Regions from separate parts of the Danio rerio genome. Here region 1 is linked to region 2. A link is a contact called in public Hi-C data. All regions are on one chromosome and are shown on one strand. The core of a region is the stretch at or near the end of the contact, and the rest is flanking DNA. Distances in the headings are between cores, read along the strand shown.

Region 1 (3,698 bases), core at 831-3,330, 43 kb after region 2:
GTTACTGGTTATCAGCATTCTTCAATATGGGTGAGATACAAACTGTTTTGTTGTGAGAAATCATAAACAGTTAAGAAGATATTTTGAAGAATGTTGGACACTGGTAACCATTGACTTATTTAGTAGGAAAAATGAATACTGTGGAAGTCAATGGTTAGCGATTTCCAGCATTCTTCAATAAGGATGAGTTACAAACATTGGTTTTTTTTGAGAAATCATGAACAGAAAAGAAGATATTTTGAAGAATGTTGGAAACCGGTAACCACTGACTTGAATAGTAGGACAAATGACTACTGAGGAAGTCAATGGTTACCGGTTTTCAGCATTCTACAATAAGGGTGAGTAAATGATGACAGAATTTTTACTTTTTGGCTGAACTATCCTTTTAACTTGTTACAAAAATTACTTTGTTGTGTGGAATCATATATATTGATATAAGATATAGAAAGTAATTAGAAATTAATAAAATAAATATGATTTTTTTTTCATAAAGGGGCAGTTTACGCCACCAAAAATAAAGATCTACGCACTATTTACCTACCTTCAAGTGTTTTCAAACATGAGTTTCTTGCTTCAGTTGATTACAAAATAAGATATTTTAAAGAATGTTGGAAACCGGTAACCATTGACTTACACAGTATTTCCTACTATGGAAGTCAGTGGTTACCGGTTTCAGCATTCTTCAATAAGGGTGAGATACAAACATTGTTTTGCTGTTAGATAAAATTGTGAAGTAAACCATCGTATATATTGATATAAAATATAGAAATCAATTAGAAATGAATAAAATAAATAATATTTTCTTCTTAAAGAGACAGTTCACCAGCCCAAAAAATGAAGATTCACTCTCCCTTAAGTATTTCAAACTTTTATGAGTTTCTGTTGAACACAAAAGAAGATATTTTGAAGAATGCTGGACACCAGTAGCTATTGACTTACACAGTATTTGTTTTTCCTAATATGGAAGTCAATGGTTACCGATTTTCAGCATTCTTCAATAAGAGAAAGTAAATGCTGACATAATTGTAGTTCTTTGGGTGAACTTTTCCTTTAACTTGTTACATAAAGTTGCTTTGTTGTGAGAAATCGTGAAATAAACCAACATATATATTGAAATAAAATATAGAATAAAATAAATAGGATTATTTTTCTTAAAGGCACAGCTCACAACCCCAAAAATCAAGATTTACACACTATTTACTCACTATCAAGCTATTTCAAACATGAGTTTCTTTCTTCTGTTAAACACAAAGAGAAGATATTTTGAAGAATGTTTGAAACAGGTAACCAACCATTGGCTTACACAGTAAGACAAATAGTACGAAAGTCAATGGTTACCGGTTTCTAACATTTTTCTAAATGTCTTCTTTTGTGTTCAACAGAAGAAAGAAGCTCATAAAGTTGTTGATGATGATATAATTGTATTTTTTGGATGAATTATCGGGTTAATAGTTGAGTTGGATGTTTGAATCCTGTACATTATTAATTTATGGTTGCGGTGCTGGGAATGAGTCGTCATAACTCCATTAATAGACCCCCGGAGTCATCACACATATTTCAGTGACCAGTAATAATCTTTAACATGACGTTACACACAATAAAGCTGGTTAGTAAGCGAGATGGTTACACACACACACACACACACACATATAGACTTACTGTAGTGGGTTAATAACAACTATTTCTATAATTACCTAACTCTCTTTACTTTTTATACAGTGTAAATGTGCTATATATAAAGTCATCTGTTCTCTATAGCAGCTAATTCTCTTGGTTTTGCTAATAGTTTAACGGAGTTACCTCTACACAAATGTAAAAAGGAAACGTGGAGAGCAGAAGCGCAGAGGAGGGCGGGGGGCGACCGTAAAGAATGTGTTCAGTGAGAGGGGAAAATTCATTTAGGAAAGAGAGGGAAGAAAAGAGAGAAAAAAGACGGAAAGTGAGACAGGGTGGTGCTTAGCGAGGACGGAAAACGCGCCATGAAACATTCCGCGCATATCTTTGGGACAGTTCAACGCGGTGACGTCAGGGCGCCGCTGGCCTATAAAGCCGCCGCCGTGCGCGCCTCCGGAGCAGAGCAGCGCCTTCATACGCGCGGGAAAACAAACGGACGCTCCTCAGACTAAAACAGGACTTAAAAACGACGGAATTTTGCTCAAAATCAGCGAGCTGACAAACACAGACGCGAAGATGTTTGCTTGGGCTGTTATCGTCATCTTTATTGCACACTTAGATATGGTGAGTACTGTTTTATATAGAAGTTGAGGGATGTTTACTCATAGGAATACGGTTAGTTCACCCATAAAGATTATTTCATAAACCTCACTGAGTTTCTGTTCAACACTGAAGATCCTATATTATTGGATAAATTACTATCATGATGTTTGTTATTCCTACTATAGAAGTGAATGTATGAAAATAACTTCTTAAAGTGTTTAACAGAAACTTATGAAGGTTTAAAACAACTCACTGAGAGTAAATAGCGAGTAATTCTTCAGTTTTTGGGGTAAACTCCCTTTTTTAATGGTTTGTTTGCCTATTGACAAAACTTGAAGTGGATTAAATCATTTAATCTGAAGAAAGTCTTAGGAAAACTTTATTTTGATTCTCTTGAGATGTTGACTGCTGTTTAGTGTTGATTATTTAGGGGGCGTTCACATCACTATTTCAGAACCATAACTGCTTTAAAGTAGAGTTTCTGCCTTGATCCTAGTCCAAACATCCAAACATTATTAAAATCAAGAGGCATTTTCTAGACAAGCACACAATATCCTCATGTTTTCAGAAAGATCTCTTTAATTTTGACGAAAAGAAACACTGTCAATAAAACGCTTCTTGATAGAATAATCTTAAGATATTTAGACTGGAAACGAGACTATAACTCAAACTAAAAAGCATTTGGTCAACTTTATTTCAATGTACAATCCATATGCTATTAACAACTTGGACTTTTAGCTCAAACTACTTTAATTAGATGCTTATTAATAGTTATTAAGCTAGTGCTGGGTTTAGATATTGGGGATGTAGAATACATCATACTTTATAAGTGGTGATAAACAGTTAATATCTTAATTATAGGAAGTTAATAAGCCAGTGCACTGCAAAAAAAAAGCTATTACCTAGAGTCTTTTTGTCTTGTATCTAGTCCAAATATCTAAAAACTCTGAAATCAAGAAGCATTTTTTAGACTATTACAAAATGTTGTGTTGTTTTCAGAAATAATACATCAAAATGAAGTGAGTTTTTCCTTAAGACGAGCAAAATAATCTGCCAATGGTGAAGTGAAATAGTATGGTTTTTCCTTTTGGCATACGATTATTTAGTTTACCACATTGGCAGATTATTAAAACTCCTTTAATTTTGACTCATTTCTGAAAACATTTAGATTTCTACAGGACATTTCTAAACATAACTTAAACAATTTTCTAATAACTAATTTCTCTTATCTTCATCATGATGACAGCACATAATATTAGACTAAATATTCTTCAAGACACTAGTATTCAGCTTAAAGTGGCATGTAAAGGCTTCACTAGGGTAATTAGGGTAAAGTTAGGGTAATTAGGCAAGTCATTGTATAACAGTGGTTTGTTCTGGACACAATCCAACACTAATATTGCTGAAGGGGCCAATAATATTGAGCTTAACATGAGTTTAAAACGATGAAAAAATGCTTTTATTCTAGCCCAAATAAAACA
Region 2 (3,517 bases), core at 839-3,338:
GAACAGCCGGCCTGTAATGAATCAGATCAGTTTAATAAAGATCTCAGGCATGCCATAGTCGTTAATAATAAATAATATTAATTTTAAGACTTCATTTGGTGCTGTGATCAACCCAAAAAACACCTTAGCAACCAACCAGTACACCTGAGAAACACCTTAGTAACCAAACAAGAACACCCAAGCAACACCTTAGAACCTATTCAGAACACCTTATTTAACAATCAGAACACCTGAGCAACAGCTTAGCAACAAAACAGTACACCCTAGCAACAATCCAATTAGAATTCCTAACTAAAACCTTAGCAACCAACCAGAACACCTAAGCAACACTTTCGCAACCAATCAGAACACCCAAACAACACCTTAGCAACTAACCAGAACAACCTATCATTATTTAACAACCAATCAGAACATCTGAGCAACACCTCAGCAACAAAAAAGTACACCTTAGCAACAATCCAATCAGAACACTTGAGTAACGCCTTAGCAACCAACCAGAACTTCTAAGCAACACATAGTAACCAGACCAGAACACCCAAGCAACACCTTAGCAACTAGCCAGAACACCCTATCATCATTTACCAAGCAATCAGAACAGATGAACAACACCTTAGCAACTAAAACGTACACCCAAGCAACAAAAAGTACACCCTAACAACAAGTCAATCAGAATTCCTCAGTAACACCTTAGCAACCAACCAGAACACCTGAACAACACCTTTGTAACCAAACAACACCTTAGCAATTAACTAGAACACCATAGGAACCGCTTAGCAACCACCCAGTATACACTTACAAGACCTTAGCAACTGACCAGAACACCCTAACAAGGCCTAATAACAAACACCTAAGCAACCAACTAGAACTCCCTAGCAACACCTTAGTAACCAACCAGAACACCATAGTAACACCTTAACAGCTAATCAGAACACCCTAGCAACCAACCAGAACACCCAAACAATAACTTACCAACCAACCAAAACATACTAGTAACACCTTAACAACTAATCAGAACACCCTAGCAACCCCTTAGCAATTAACAAGAACACCCAAACAACACTTTAGCAACAAATAAAAACACCCTAGTAACACCTCCCCAACTAACCATAAAACCCAAGCCTTAACACCTTAGCAACTAACCAGAACACCAAAAGAACCCCTTAGCTACCACCCAGTACACACTAACATGACCTTAGCAACCAACCAGAACACCCTTACAAAGCCTAATAACAAACAACACCTAAGCAACCAACTAGAAGACCCTAGCAACACCTTAGTAACGAAGCAGAACACAACAGTAACACCTTAACATCTAATCAGTCCACCCTAGCAAACTTACCAACCAACCAGAACACTCTGGCAATAGCAACCAATCAGAACACAGTAGTAACACCTTAACAGCTGATCACAACACCCTAGCAATTAACAAAAACACTCACACAACACTTTAGCAACTATTAAGATACCCTAGCAACACCTTCCCGACTAACCAAAAACCCAAGCAACACTGTAGCAACTAACAAGAACACCAAAGGAACCCCTTGGCAACCACCCAGTACACACTAACATGACCTAACCAGAACACCCTAACAATGCCTAACAACACCTTAGCAACCAACCAGAACACAATAGTAACACATTAACAACTAATTAGACCACCCTAGCACCCAACCAGAACACCCTAACAACAACTTACCAACCAACCAGAACACACTAGTGACACCTTAACAACTAATTAGACAGCCCTAGCAACCCTTTAGCAATCCACCGGAACACTGCAGTGGTGGTTCAGTGTTTCTGTCCTCATGAAAGCTTCAGTCTGCTCAGTGTTTCTGTCCCCTGAGGCCCCGGTCCCTCACTCTGCCCCTCGTGGGCCTCCTCTGTGGGTCTCTGTGTGGTTCTGGGTCTGCAGAACAGCTTTGTTCTCCTTCAACAGCTCAGAGGAATGGGCTCGATTACAGACGCTCAGATTGTGCGCTCTGCATTCACTATCTCTGCTCTTTTACCGGAATCCTGGACAGCGAGACAAAAGCCCGAGCGGCAGCTGAAGCGTGAAGGCTCATCTATCACCAAATACCCTCGCTGGCGATCTGCCGCACTCACAGCCATCTCAGGCATTTACAGCACACACACACAGCCCAGCAGTACACACTCAGTGCTCATACAGGAGCTTTCACACACTACCAATACTAAACACTCCAATATTCAGCCACTTTCCTTCAGCTCAGTCTCTTTATTCACCAGGGGTCGTCACAGCTGAATGAACTGACAACTATTCCAGCATATGTTTTACACAGGAGATGCCCTTCCCAGTACTGGGAAACACCCATACACACTCATTCACTCTTACACTCATACACTACAGTCAGTGTAGTTGATCAGTTCCCCTATAGCGCATGTGTTTGGACTGTGGGGGAAACCGGAGCACCCGGAGGAAACCCACACCAACACACTAAGCTGAAATGAAAAATGAATGAATGAATGGTGAAGCCATCAGCTGACAGTGGTGGATTGTGGGATTGTGATGCTGCTGATCATATCAGAGGATTGAGAAACTGTCATTAATGGTTCAACAGGATTATTGGCTGATTAGATTGGATCAGAGCGGCTGATTGGCTGATGAGCTGCAATAAAGTCAGCAGATTCACAACAATAAACCGCTGATAACGGCTCCGTTACCGTGGAGACGAGAGCACAACGTTCCAAAACCAGCCGTTAAACATTCCATTACCCAGAATTCCCTGTGCAGATAAAGAGCTGCGACACAACCAAACACCAGGAGCTCACACACACACATGCACACGCAAACACACACACAGAGAGAGAGAGAGAGAGACATACACACACACACACACACACACAAACGCACTCACACACACACACACACACACACACACACACATGCACACGCACACACACAGAGAGAGAGAGAGAGAGAGAGAGAGAGAGAGAGACATACACACACACACACACACACACACAAACGCACTCACACACACACGCATGCACACGCGCACACACACACACACACACACACACACACACACACACGTGCACACGCACACACACGCACACACACACACAAACGCATTCACACACACACACACACACACAAACGCACTCACACACACACACACACACACACAAAAGCACACAACACAGATAGATACACAAGCATACATACACACACACACACACACACACACACACACACACATACACACACAGAGATAAATACACACATATGTGCACAAACACACACACGTATTCACATACATACACAAACAGATACAGAGAGAGACACACACACACACACACACACAGATGCACATACATACACTCAAACACACATACAGACACAAACACACATAGATATATAGATAAACACACACACACACACACACACACACACATGCACAATGCAAACACAAACACTCAGGCACGCACCCACACATACACATATACTAAGATCCACATACATACAAAGACAGATAGATACACACACACAAACACACAA

The links. Hi-C and Micro-C count contacts between places; a contact is called where the count stands out from the background.
Region 1: a Hi-C map of an unstated tissue shows a contact between it and region 2, with 5 times the contacts expected there. The contact joins the promoter of ccn1 here to the enhancer-like site in region 2. A contact is called at or near these places in 5 of 18 Hi-C or Micro-C datasets (caudal fin, embryo, hematopoietic stem cells and 1 more) and 1 of 4 datasets of contacts at active chromatin or transcription factors (caudal fin).

What each region holds. Positions count from the first base shown.
Region 1 is chr23:50,077,192-50,080,889 of GRCz12tu, forward strand. It overlaps ccn1 (cellular communication network factor 1), which reads left to right and starts at 2,081. Exons shown (of 5, transcript NM_001001826.2): 1 at 2,081-2,238. The coding sequence starts at 2,191.
Region 2 is chr23:50,034,198-50,037,714 of GRCz12tu, forward strand. The region is part of intron 1 of ddah1 (dimethylarginine dimethylaminohydrolase 1); the gene reads right to left. Among named protein-coding and RNA genes, the nearest start is that of zgc:65873, 16 kb to the left of the region's middle. Within about 2 kb of position 2,089, at least 12 of the 62 cell types and tissues checked have an H3K27ac peak or open chromatin away from gene starts, as enhancers often do.